Linked DNA regions of Mus musculus: region 1 is linked to region 2. The links are chromatin contacts, called in public promoter capture Hi-C maps. All regions are on one chromosome and are shown on one strand. The core of a region is the stretch at or near the end of the contact, and the rest is flanking DNA. Distances in the headings are between cores, read along the strand shown.

Region 1 (6,058 bases), core at 1,207-3,706, 130 kb before region 2:
ACCATTCTCTCTTTTTAAAATTATGTAGTTTGAACCTTGCTGGGGCTTCCGAGAGGCTGCACTCTGGCCTCTGCTGCATCCTCATCCTTGGGGCTTAGCCTCGCCATGGCTCTATTCCTAGTCCTTTACTTCTCCATTGGAGTGACAGCGCCGTCTTCACACTCCTGGGACATGTGGAAATGAGGATCATTCTGGTTATCAGAGTGATTAGCAGCTGCTGCCAGCAATTAAGGGGTGGAGCTAGAGATGGCAAATGCCATGCGTGGGGAAGTGTTTTGCATATGGAAGTGTTCTACCAGAATGCAGGTCCTGTTGATCAACAGGATCGTGCTGTGCCTTTGTGCCTGTCCTGCCCTTTGCCCAAGATGCCCTATCTTTACCTTCTCTGAAAAACTCTTACATATTTAAATTCCAGCTTAGAAAAACTGCTACATTATCTCTGAAGCCTCTTATCACTCCCCCAAACCCCCATTTTCCATGCCAAAATCAACATTATATGAATGTGACTTGAGTGTGTGTTTCCTGCAGAAGGGATGGCCTTATTCAGCTTTGCGTTCCTGCAAGAAGCACGGAGCTGCAGGCAGTTGTAAGGTAAATAGGATGGAATGGCTCTAATCACGGAAAGGACTGATCCTTCAGCTGTGTGGTTCTTGGATTCGTTTACTTGTCAGGTTTGAATTGCCTTTCCCTTCCTCCCTTCTCCTTCCTATTTCTCTACCTCTTCTTTCTCAATTGCAGCCTTTCTAATTTTGGCATGTGCTTCCTCATTACTACAGATTGGCTATCTTCCATAACTACAATCATCTGCAGTTCCTTGAGGCATTTAAGAATTAAAATAGATCTTGGCCATCTTTGCTACGAGGTGTGATTGCAGTAGTTACAAATCCTGTTTCCAAGGCAACAGCTTTCTGCTTAGGAGTAGCATGCTTTTTGTAGCTAATCTCCATTAAGAGAGAGGAGTTTTATGGCTTACATCTCCATATTCAAACTTTGTCTGCTCTATTGCTTATAAAAGGCCAGTTTACATGGGACTAGGGCAGGGATAAAAACATCTCTATACTTGCAGTTTAAAAGCCTTGCTGAACATGTTAAGCATACAGAGGTTGAGGACACACAGTAAGTACATGTATGTGTTCATGAACATACCATGTAAATAGAACCCTAGATACAAAAATGACAGAGCACCAGCATTTGAAAGCTCAATGGTTATTAGTGTCAATACTGGATGTTTCCCAACATGTATTTCTTATTTTATCTAAGATTCAATTTTTATGTTTCTTTGTGTGTATGTTTGTGCAAGAGTCTTGTAAAAGTTACAAGAGGACATATGATCCCCTGGAACTTGACTTATAGGTGGTTGTGAGCCACCCTGTGGATGCTGGGAACTGAGTGAACCCAGGTTCTCTGCCAGAGCTGTGAGTTGTGAGTCGATTCAGTGAAGGAGATGATTTCTAAGGCTCCTGAAAACTGGCTCTGTGGATATCATGCACCCTCAGAAGGATCTAGGGAAGCTCCACTTCTCTTGGCTGTTTCCCTTTCCTTTAAAAAGGAAGTAGGAGGCATGGTTTGATTCTGCAGGTAGGGAGAAAGTAGACGGGAAAGGTGTGGTGACTAGCCTTTGTGCATACAGAGGGTTAGTGATACCCTTTTGTCTGTTTATTTTGTATTGCTGGGGACTGAACCTCTGAACCCAGGGCCTTGCCTATGCCAGGCAAACTCTTCTACCCCTGAGTCATGCACTCAGCATCAAGTGATTCTCCTAACTGCCCCACAGGAAGATTCCTCTCTTCCAACCATGTTCAAAAGCCCGGGACTGTCATTCAGTTTGTGTAGGGGTGGAGGGAAAGCCCAAGTTTTAGAATATAAAATGGTTAAAAACTGCAGAGCTTTAAAGTTTGTTTAATCAGTCCTTATCCTTGGCTTCCTTAGTCAGGTAGAGTTGAGCTTGGCTTGTATGTCAGTGGCTTAACTGGCTCTTTTAAAGATGAGATTTCAACTGTAATTTTCCATTCTCCCGTGCCCTCTGGCATCTTTGTAGAATGCTCTTAGCTGTTATTTGAGGCCTTCCAAGAATTATCAAAATGAAACGGCTCCTTCAGCTTTAATGCCAGTGCTTAGCCAGACGGACTGGGGAGGATGGCGCTTTGTGGGGGTTGCCCTTCACGTGTACCAGTGTCTCCCTGAACTTAGGCTTGAGCACAGCATGCACGCACGGTGCCAGCAGTGGCCAGAAGAGGACATTGACTCCACTGCAATGAAACTACAGATGGTTGAGAGCTGCTGTGTAGGTGCTGAGAATTAAATCTAAGTCCTCTTAACCACTGTGCTGTTTCTACATGAGGTGCCACGGTGGAGAATTCTTTAGATGGCCACCTCAGGTTGGTCCCCTTCGTACTCAGCTGCAAAGCCCTTATAAGCTTCCTCTACCCGCCTAGCAGTTGTTTCTTCTGCTTAGAGAGCTATCATTTGGTTTCCTCCTGAAGATCATTTCTATATAGGGATAGGTCGTGTGCTCTACATTTAGTATACAGTAAAATACTTTACTGTTGGATTTAATTTGTGAAAAACGGAGGTGATTCAAATTGGCTTCTGTTGTTATCTGCTCATTGCCAAAGGGTTGAAATAACAGCTTTCTTTTGGTCTGTGTTGTTAATCCATGGAAAGTCATACTCTCCCAAGTAATAAAGGGAAGTGACAGCCAGCCATTGTGTGTGTGTGTGGCAACATTTATTATGCTACATTCATAAATGGTCTGTATTACAATATTCTTTACATATGAGAAACCCTACACTTAGGACTTAAGAATCACAAAGCAAACACCCAATCACCTTTATTATACAAGGCAGAGGCAGCTTAAAGAAATAAATGAAAAGGGCAACCTGAGCTTTCAGTTTTAAAATGCTTTCACTAATGACGCTTGCTTGCGTTTCTGTGGGTGCAATAGGAGGAAACCGCCTGGCTCGTGGAGCATGTTAACGAGGCGGTTTGCTCTTGTTTGGATTGGGGCTGGTGTGTGCTGAATTCCGTGGGTGGCTCACTGGGCCTTCTCAGTGTGCCTAAGATATTTTGGCTGCTGACTCTTGTCATTTTTGTCGGGGAGCCAGCTGTCCTTTTATTCTGTAAGTGGTGATGATGGTTACTGCAAAATGGCTTTGGTGTCTTTTAAAGCAAATTGTGATTTTCTTTTTTCTTTTTCCTTGAGACAAGGACCCATGTGTTCTAAGCTGGCCTAGAACTTACTGTGTATCTAAGACTGACTCTGAATTTCGGATCCTCTTGCCTCTATTATGGGCTCACACCCTCAAGCCCTGTTTATTTAATGCTGGATATCCAGGGCCTCCTGTGTTCGAGGCAGCACTTTACCCTGAGCTAAATCCCCATCCCAAATAGTGAAGGCACTGAGGAGCCTTGTATTAGTCAGGGTTCTCTAGAGTCACAGAACTTATGGATAGTCTCTAGATAATAAAGGAATTTATTGATGACTTACAGTCGGCAGCTCAATTCCCAACAATCGTTCAGTCACAGCTGTGAATGGAAGTCCAAGGATCTAGCAGTTACTCAGTCTCACGCAGCAAGCAGGCGAAGGAGCAGGAGCAAGAGCTAGACTCCCTTCTTCCAATGTCCTTATATTGTCTCCAGCAAAAGGTGTAGCCCAGATTAAAGGTGTGTTCCACCACACCTTTAATCCCAGATGAAAGGCATAGCCCAGATTAAAGGTGTGTTCCTTAACTCGGAGATTCAATCTTCTGGAATCCATAGCCACTATGGCTCAAGATCTTCAAACCAAGATCCAGATAAGGATCTCCAAGCCTCCAGATAAGGGTCACTGGTGAGCCTTCCAATTCCGAATTGTAGTTCATTCCAAATATTGTCAAGTTGACAACCAGGAATAGCCACTACAATCCACCCCTTGTCAACTTGACACAAATAATATCTCATGTTCACATGAAACAATAACAAGGTTGTAAATACGCCTAACATGATATAACTATCCCTCGTACAATCGCAAACGCATTAGTAAATTTACAATGGGCATTCATATTACTTTATAATCCTCGTTTCTGCAACTGGTTACGTGGCCTTAATTGGTATTTATAACTACCTTCCTCTACTACCCATTCTGTATTTCCTTCACCTTCAGCCAGCACCTCAGCAGGTCTTGGCTCTTTTCCTGGAGGATTGACCCATACCTTCATTCCTGATGGGTCTGCGTCCTTTGTCATCCTGCTTGGATTAGGCTGTTGTAGTTTCCCATTGACTTTAATCACAGGACATGGTAGTACTAAGAGACGCCCTAAGGGATCTCCTGCACTCCAGACATAATCTTGCTTACCACCATTGTGAAGAGGTAATCCAATTTCCCCATGGTAATCTGGATCTATCACCCCTCCTAACACTGTTATTCCTTTTTTAGCCTGTTGGTTTAAGGGCATTAGAAGCCCAAAATGACCAGGGGGAAGTCTGAGCTTCCAGTTCAATGAAATGTTTGTTGTAGCTCCTGGTAGGAGCACTCCCCTCTCTGGAGCCAAAACTTCTAAGCCAGCAGAACCTAGAGTTATGGGGACAGGAAGCAAAAATTTTCCTAGAGGGTCACTAGGAGTGATAGTAAGTGGAACTATTCCGTTTTCCACCCCTTGATTCCTGGACCCATGAATCCTGGCTATGGGTGAAACTGTACCATATATCGAGCGCTGATTCAAAGCATATACTGCCTTCTGAAGAACTCTGCCCCAACCTTCCAAGCTGTTACCACCTAATTGGCACTGTAACTGCGTCTTCAAAAGGCCATTCCATCTTTCTATCAGACCAGCTGCTTCAGGATGATGGGGAATGTGGTAAGACCAGTGAATTCCATGATCGTGAGCCCACTGTCGTACTTCTCTGGCTGTGAAATGAGTTCCTTGGTCAGAAGCAATACTGTGTGGAATACCATGACGATAGATGAGGCATTCTGTCAGTCCGTGAATGGTGGTTTTAGCAGAGGCATTACGTGCAGGAAAGGCAAATCCATAACCAGAATAAGTATCTACTCCAGTAAGAACAAAACGCTGTCCTTTCCACGAAGGAAGTGGTCCAATGTAGTCAACCTGCCACCAGGTTGCTGGCTGGTCACCTCGAGGAATGGTGCCATATCTGGGGCTCAGTGTTGGTTTCTGCTGTTGGCAGATCTGGCAATCAGCAGCAGCAGTAGCCAGGTCAGCTTTGGTGAGTGGAAGCCCGTGTTGCTGAGCCCAAGCATAACCTCCATCTCGACCACCATGACCACTTTGTTCATGTGCCCATTGAGCAATGACAGGGATGGCTGGGGAGAGAGGCTGACTGTCCACAGAACGGGTCATCTTATCCACTTGATTATTGAACTCCTCCTCGGCTGAAGTCACCTTTTGGTGAGCATTTACATGGGACACAAATATCTTCACATCCTTTGCCCATTTGGAGAGATCTATCCACATACTTCTTCCCCAGATGTCTTTCTCACCAATTTTCCAATTGTGATCTTTCCAAGTCCCTGACCATCCAGCCAATCCATTGGCTACAGCCCATGAGTCAGTGAATAATCGTACATCTGGCCACTTCTTCTTACAAACAAACTGTAATACCATGTGTACTGCCCGAAGTTCTGCCCACTGTGAAGATTTCCCTTCACCTGTGTCTTTCAAGGTTGTCCCAGAAAGGGGTTGTAATGCTGCAGCTGTCCACTTCTGGGTGGTACCTGCATAACGTGCAGAGCCATCAGTAAACCAGGCTCTAGTCTTCTCCTCTTCGGTCAGTTGATCATAGGGAACACCCCATGAGGCTATAGGTGCATGCTTGGCAGCAGATGGCATTGTAACAGGAGTAGAAACCATAGGCATTTGAGCAACTTCTTCATGTAACTTGCTTGTGCCTTCAGGACCTGCTCTGGCCCGATCACGTATATACCACTTCCATTTGATAATAGACTGCTGCTGTGCGCGTCCCACTTTATGACTTGCAGGGTCTGATAGTACCCAGCTCATGATGGGTAGTTCAGGTCGCATAGTAACTTGGTGTCCTATTGTCAAACGTTCAGTTTCCA
Region 2 (6,250 bases), core at 1,903-4,402:
GAGTATCTGAGACCTCAAAGCCCATCTCCAGTGACACACTTCCTCCAACAATGCTACACCTATTACAACAAGGCCTAATAGTGCCAGTCCCTATGAGTCTATGGGACCATTTTTATTCAAATTACCACAATCCCTAACCCCCTTTTGACTTTTCTTATTAAGACAGTGTCTTACTAAATTACCTGGGCTGCCCTTAAGCTTAGTCTGTAGCTCAAACTGCAATCTTCCTGCCTTAGCCTCCCAAATAGCTGAGATTACAGTTCTGTGTGCTACTAGATCTGGGGAGTTTTAGGGCTCTTAGTTTAAAGGCGCTGTGATGGTTTGTATATTCTTGGACCAGGGAGTGGCACCATTTGGAGGTGTGGCCTTGTTGGAATAGGTGTGACCTGGTTGGAGTAGGTGTGTCACTGTGGGTGTGGGCATAAGATCCTCACCCTAGTTGCCTGGAAGTCAGTCTTCCACTAGCAGCCTTTGCATGAAGACATAGAACTCTCAGCTCTGCCTGTGCCATGCCTGCCTGGATACTGCCATGCTCCCACCTTGATGATAATGGACTGAACCTCTGAACCTGTAAGCTAGCCCCAGCTAAATATTGTTTTTTATAAGACTTGCCTTGGTCATGGTGTCTGTTCACAGCTGTAAAACTGTAACAAAGACAGGCACACATTAGAATTTGTAAGTGCACTTTCGCTCATCACTGTGCACTGAGGTCCAGTCAGAGGAAATGGAAGAAAGGATAAGGTTGAATTCTTCAGTATTGTAGAAGCCCCATTCTTTCCCAAGGATTTCTCTATGTAAGGGAGGAAAGAGACAAGGGCACCGTGCCAACCCCAAGGTAAATATCAGCTACAAGTGGAGATTAATTTCTTTTGATCTTTGCAGTTCTAGCAATGTTTTATGTGCAGGTGTGTGGGACCTGTGAGATGGCTCATCAGGTGAAGGCTTTTGCCATTAAACCTAAAGACAGAAGCTCAATTTCTAGAACCCACATGGTAGAAATAGAGAACTGACTCCAACAACTTGTACTTACACACACAAATAAATGTAAAAAAAATACATATTTATGTTTTACTCTAAAACAGGCTCATGGTGTATTGAGTATTTTTTTCAGGCTTCTGAGGGTGGGCAGTGTATATATCTAGTCTTTATTTGTGTCCCTGAATTTTACTTGCATCATCTAGAAGAGGTTCCCAAAGTTACTATACTTTTCATTTCAATTGTATAAGTTTCTACGTTTTCTTTTTGCTCACATTTTACTGTCCAAGTTAGCTGTTTATCTCCATGCATTGCTACTTTTGACTCACAGAAAACTCTTTTCATAAACATTTACATGGACTCAAAATGCTGATTTTGCTGAGTTCATATCAGTTATCTGGGACTTGCTATTATATAGTCATATGATAAAGTAGTTTGTCCTCTGGCTTCTATACTATAGGTAGAGCTGAAAGTTATAGGTGAAGAAATGGGTAAGCTGATTGAGTCAAGGAAAGGAAATCACAATCAAAAGTCTAAACAATTGTGTAAAAAAAAAAAGAAGATCAGAACAGCAAAAGAAGTTGCTCACTATAGCCAGGCTTGGTGGTGCACACTCATAGTCTGGTCACACAAGAGGCTCAGATGGGAGGATCATGAGTTTAAGGACAATCTGGGTTGAATTGTGAGTTCCAAGCCATCCTGGGACAACTTTCCGAGATCTTGTTTCAAAACAAACTAATGGAAAACCAAACCAAAACAAAAAAAGGTTTACTAATTGTAATGGAAAACTTGGAATCATTTTATTATAGCTTTAAACTGAGACAGCCACTAATTACGTCCTTTGCATAACAGCCTCACAAGATGGAAGGTCACATGTTACACATTGGCACAGAGCACCTAGATTCAAAACGTGGTCCAAGAATGTTTGACAGGCTTTGGAAGTTTGTTGGTTTATTTATTCCCAGACTTTTCTCATTTTAGAGAGCATTTTTTTTAACAGATCTTTTGCCTGATATGCACATCTGCACTCAGGTGATCCAAGAATGCCTCATCAGAAAACTGTGTCTTTAGAAGGTGAATGTCATCTCAGATGATGGGGGCCAGGCTTTTGACCTGAAAGAGGAAGATGGAGAGATTGCCTCATTTTGTGTTACTCCTCAGATCTCTACCTCATATGACTTGGCTTGTCCACAGCCTGCCTGGGAAGGCAGCAATCTTTCCTTTCTTAATCCAGTTCTTTTGTCCAGAGAAGCACCTTACCCACAGGAAGTATTGACTGGGCATTTGTCAGTGATCCTGAAAACTGTTTCTGTTGTAGGAGGCAGTGCAAGTATTGATTAAACACTCGGCTGATGTCAATGCAAGGGACAAGAATTGGCAGACCCCCCTCCATGTGGCAGCAGCCAATAAGGCCGTCAAGTGTGCAGAAGTGATCATTCCACTACTGAGCAGTGTCAATGTCTCCGACAGAGGCGGGCGCACAGCCTTGCACCACGCCGCTCTGAATGGACACATGGAGGTGAGTGTTCTCAGCATTGGGAACTGGGCCACACTACTCAGACCCTATTAGCCACAGATGGAACCACTTTTGAGACTTTATGTGAATGTGAGAATAAGAGAGGTATGTTGCTTGGGCAGTTATATCCATTTTCAAATCAGACCATAATGAGTTGAAACAGTAGATTGTCATTTCAGTCTTCTCCTTTGACATGAGCAGTGTAGCCTGTCTTGCTAGCCTGTCTACCTGGTATGAATCCTTGAGCTGCTGTTAGGCTTGATGCTAATTTGGTTTAGATCACCTGAAAGCAACAAGGAGCTGTCCTCATTAGAGGGAACACCAGAATTCATTGTTTGTTATCTTTCAGATGGTCAATTTACTCTTGGCCAAAGGGGCAAACATCAATGCATTTGACAAGAAGGACCGACGAGCTCTCCACTGGGCAGCATACATGGGTGAGTGCTCTGTGTGTGGAAAGCAAAGTGCCAGGGTCTTTGCTACCGTAATGGTAGGGTAAGGGCCTACTGTGCACAAAACCCTGGTTTTCATTCCCAACATATCATACAACAATTAAAGACCACAAGCAGATGACCTTGGCTACATATGCCATGGGCCTCTTGTTGACCATGTAGGACAAATCTGACTTAAGTGTTGGCTTTCACTTGAATGAAGATTTGGCCTGTTTTCCTGGCATCTGTAAAGTGCTCTACTTGGACAGTTGCCTTGTCAGAGGTTTATTTATCCCAAAACAGGGGGAGGATGACTCATGGCCTGGACCTCTCTGAACATTCTTCACTCTGGATTGGAAACTACAAACATTTCTTGTATGTTAGTTTGTTATGGCATCAAATAAAGTGTTTAGGAAAGAAAGCAGGCTGATTAACAAAGCAAGGACACTATGCTCCTTATCTTTGTGCTTCTAATTATTTTTGGAAAAGACAAAGGGAAGGAAGAGAGGGCAGCTTCCTCTGTATATGGAAGTGGAAGATCCTAGTAGCTCAGGCTTCTGCTGTGCTGGCACAAGTGGAAGCCCACAGACTTCCCTCTGTCCACTTCACTCAGCTAGAGTTGAAAAGATTGCATCTCTGTTTTGTCCTTTCCTTTCGATCCGTTGCAAAGACCTTGGATAAATGATAGTCCTCAGAGTTTATCCTCAATGCAGATATGAGAGGTGAATAACTAAGATCCTTCTGTGTGTTTCTGATTGGAGAAAAACCTGCAGTTAAAAAAAAAGATAGGGTTCTATCAGACTTAGATGCACACAAGCTGATATCCATCTATGGGCTATTGTTCTGCCAAATCCCAGAAGCTCCACACAATGGGACACAGAAGGGAGTACAGCAATGGTGGCCATGGGAATTTATAAACATCATGTGGCACACTAAAGGGAGATGCATCATAAAGAACTATATTTAATACAATGATATGTATAATATTTTCTATTGCTGTGGAAGATTCTATACAGGGAAGGGAAATTTGGAAAAAAAATACTGAAATCGTAGATGGTATCTCCAAGAATTAGTGATTATTTTTTATTTTGTTTTGTTTTGAGCATTTTTGCTTGTTTGAGTCAGTTTCATACGCATACATATCTGTTATCATCATTTCACAAATTATCATTACTTGTAGGATGGAAGGGAGTAGATTGGGGTGAGAACAAAATAAATCCCACAGCTACGGGTTTCTGAATGAATTCTTAGACTTACAGACGCCAAGAATCTTTAAATTTTGTACGAATTAACTCTGTGTAGGAAAAGACCTTAGACTGATCCTCCTTCCCCTCAAGTGCTGGAATTCCAGGTGTGTGCCTCCGTGCCCGCTCCTTCTTTCGTTCTTGAATAGCACAGACCTTTGAGTAGGCTAAAACCAATTACATCTTCGCATACAATGTACATGGAATGACTCAAAGAACCTGTGAGGGTCTAGCTTATGCTTTGCTGATGTGTGGTTAAAATATTTTTATGACGCAAAGAAGTCAAATCATTATTGCTCATGCCATCAGGTTATAAATAGGGTGACTTACAATCCTTAGGAGACAGGGGATAAAAGCTGGGGCAGGTAGCTTGAGTCGGCACCACGTAACTGAAAATATTTTTCTATATAAAAGATTTTGTAGATAAAGAATTAGATTTTGATAAAGCAAGCTATACCTCTTCCCCCCACCCCCTCAGCCTCCCATACAAACCGTAGGTCTTGGAACCAGTATTTGTCTCCTGCTCTTCAATTAGCTGCAACATTTATAGCAATGAACTTAAGCTTTAAACGATCTTCAATTATAAAATAAAGGCCAAACACATGTGCCATAGTGAACTAGGGAACAGATCTCAAATGCCCACAAAAGCCGAGATTTAGAAGGTTTTCTATTTAGTGAATGATTTAGGGGAGTTAAAACATGGAAACATAAAAAAATTGCCTTTTAATGGATTAAAACCCAACAAGGCAATGGTAATTTCAGATTAAACAGTAGTCTGTAAGTATTCTGATTTTTTTTTAAACTGGTTTTCTAAACTAAAATTTTACTGGTCGGCTTTTTTGGTGAGGATGGTAATTGTTTTCATTTTAACACAACCCTTGTTGCTCTTACTGTGTCTGTTTTGTTGTCTAGCTGGTCTGGAATTCATTCTGTATCCCATGCTGTGTCTTAATTTGTAACTTGCTTGCCTTTTCACCCAAATGCTGGGATTCTGGGATTACACACTCAATACCAATACAACTTTTAAAAGGTGGTGCTACTAATATATTGTCAAACAGCCACCACCTTTGCTACATCTCATTCGAGTCTTAGTTATGAGTCATCTTTTTTCTTCCCATGAGATTTATATAATGTCCAGTACATATTAGGTACTCAATAAATGCTCATTGATTATTTTCAATGAGGCAGCTTCCCCCTCTCCTCCCGACTCCCAGATCAGGAAATACTGGTGGTAAAACCAGCTAAGAATGATCTTTTTTTGTGTGGTGAGTTGTCGCATTGTCTTATAAAATTTAACTATGGTCTTGCTGCTTTATTTGTCAAGGTCACCTGGACGTTGTGGCGCTGCTCATTAACCATGGTGCAGAAGTTACCTGCAAGGATAAGAAGGGCTACACCCCGCTGCACGCTGCAGCCTCCAATGGGCAGATCAGTGTTGTCAAACATCTCCTGAACCTGGGGGTGGAGGTAAGCTCTGATGGCTGTATCGCGGTGGGTTCACGTCTTTCTGTCTGGGTTTTCTTCTGCTCTGAAGTGAAATCCTGTTTGCATTTTTATTCAAGTGGAGAAAAACTTATTTCCTTGGTTCATGTATTTATTAGTTTATGTGAGCTGATAGAGTGTGATAGGGACAAATAGCAGGAAACCAGAAACAGACTATAGACATAGAGAAGTATACAAATGTTTATATTTCATTCTTTTCCTTTTTTCTTTTTGGTTTTGGTTTTGGTTTTGCCTTTTGAGACAGAGTTTCTCTGTAACCCTAGTTGTCCTGGAACTTGCTCTGTAGACCAGGCTGGCCACATGCACTGTCACCTCCCAGCAAACATTTATATTTTGTGCAATTTGTAATAATCAGTCATTTTAAAAGGCCTGTCGGAAGCAGACCTTGGAAGTTGTGGCTCACAGCAGGAGGGAATAAATGGATGGCAGGGATTGAATAAGAAATGTTGATGGTGAGCTTGAACCATTAGCCAGTCCCTTCTCCTTCAGCTAGGAGCAGTGATGCCCAGGGCATCTTACCTCTAGAGGAAAGGAGAGTCAGGTGCTGTGTGAGACAAGATGCTAACATCCAGATCCTTGAG

Evidence for each region. Capture Hi-C pulls out chosen DNA fragments and counts their contacts.
Region 1: a contact with region 2 is called in a promoter capture Hi-C map of adipose tissue. The contact joins two enhancer-like sites. A contact is called at or near these places in 7 of 39 promoter capture datasets (the 3T3-L1 cell line, 3T3-L1-derived adipocytes, the HPC-7 cell line and 3 more), 2 of 484 Hi-C or Micro-C datasets (the AML12 cell line and nephron progenitors), 4 of 115 datasets of contacts at active chromatin or transcription factors (the HPC-7 cell line, acute myeloid leukemia, bone marrow-derived macrophages and 1 more) and 3 of 9 other capture datasets (adipose tissue, liver and pancreatic islet).

Annotation. Positions count from the first base shown.
Region 1 is chr1:54,893,564-54,899,621 of GRCm38.p6, reverse strand. The region is part of intron 1 of Ankrd44 (ankyrin repeat domain 44); the gene reads left to right. Among named protein-coding and RNA genes, the nearest start is that of Ankrd44, 30 kb to the left of the region's middle. Within about 2 kb of position 2,456, at least 121 of the 459 cell types and tissues checked have an H3K27ac peak or open chromatin away from gene starts, as enhancers often do. A contact at or near this core is called in adipose tissue and bone marrow-derived macrophages, where this site is marked.
Region 2 is chr1:54,763,028-54,769,277 of GRCm38.p6, reverse strand. It overlaps Ankrd44 (ankyrin repeat domain 44), which reads left to right. Exons shown (of 28, transcript NM_001081433.3): 5 at 2,294-2,494; 6 at 2,841-2,928; 7 at 5,491-5,633. 4930444A19Rik (a long non-coding RNA gene) reads right to left here. Exons shown (of 4, transcript XR_003948660.1): 4 at 2,924-3,689. Among named protein-coding and RNA genes, the nearest start is that of 4930444A19Rik, 85 kb to the right of the region's middle. Within about 2 kb of position 3,152, at least 34 of the 459 cell types and tissues checked have an H3K27ac peak or open chromatin away from gene starts, as enhancers often do. A contact at or near this core is called in adipose tissue and bone marrow-derived macrophages, where this site is marked.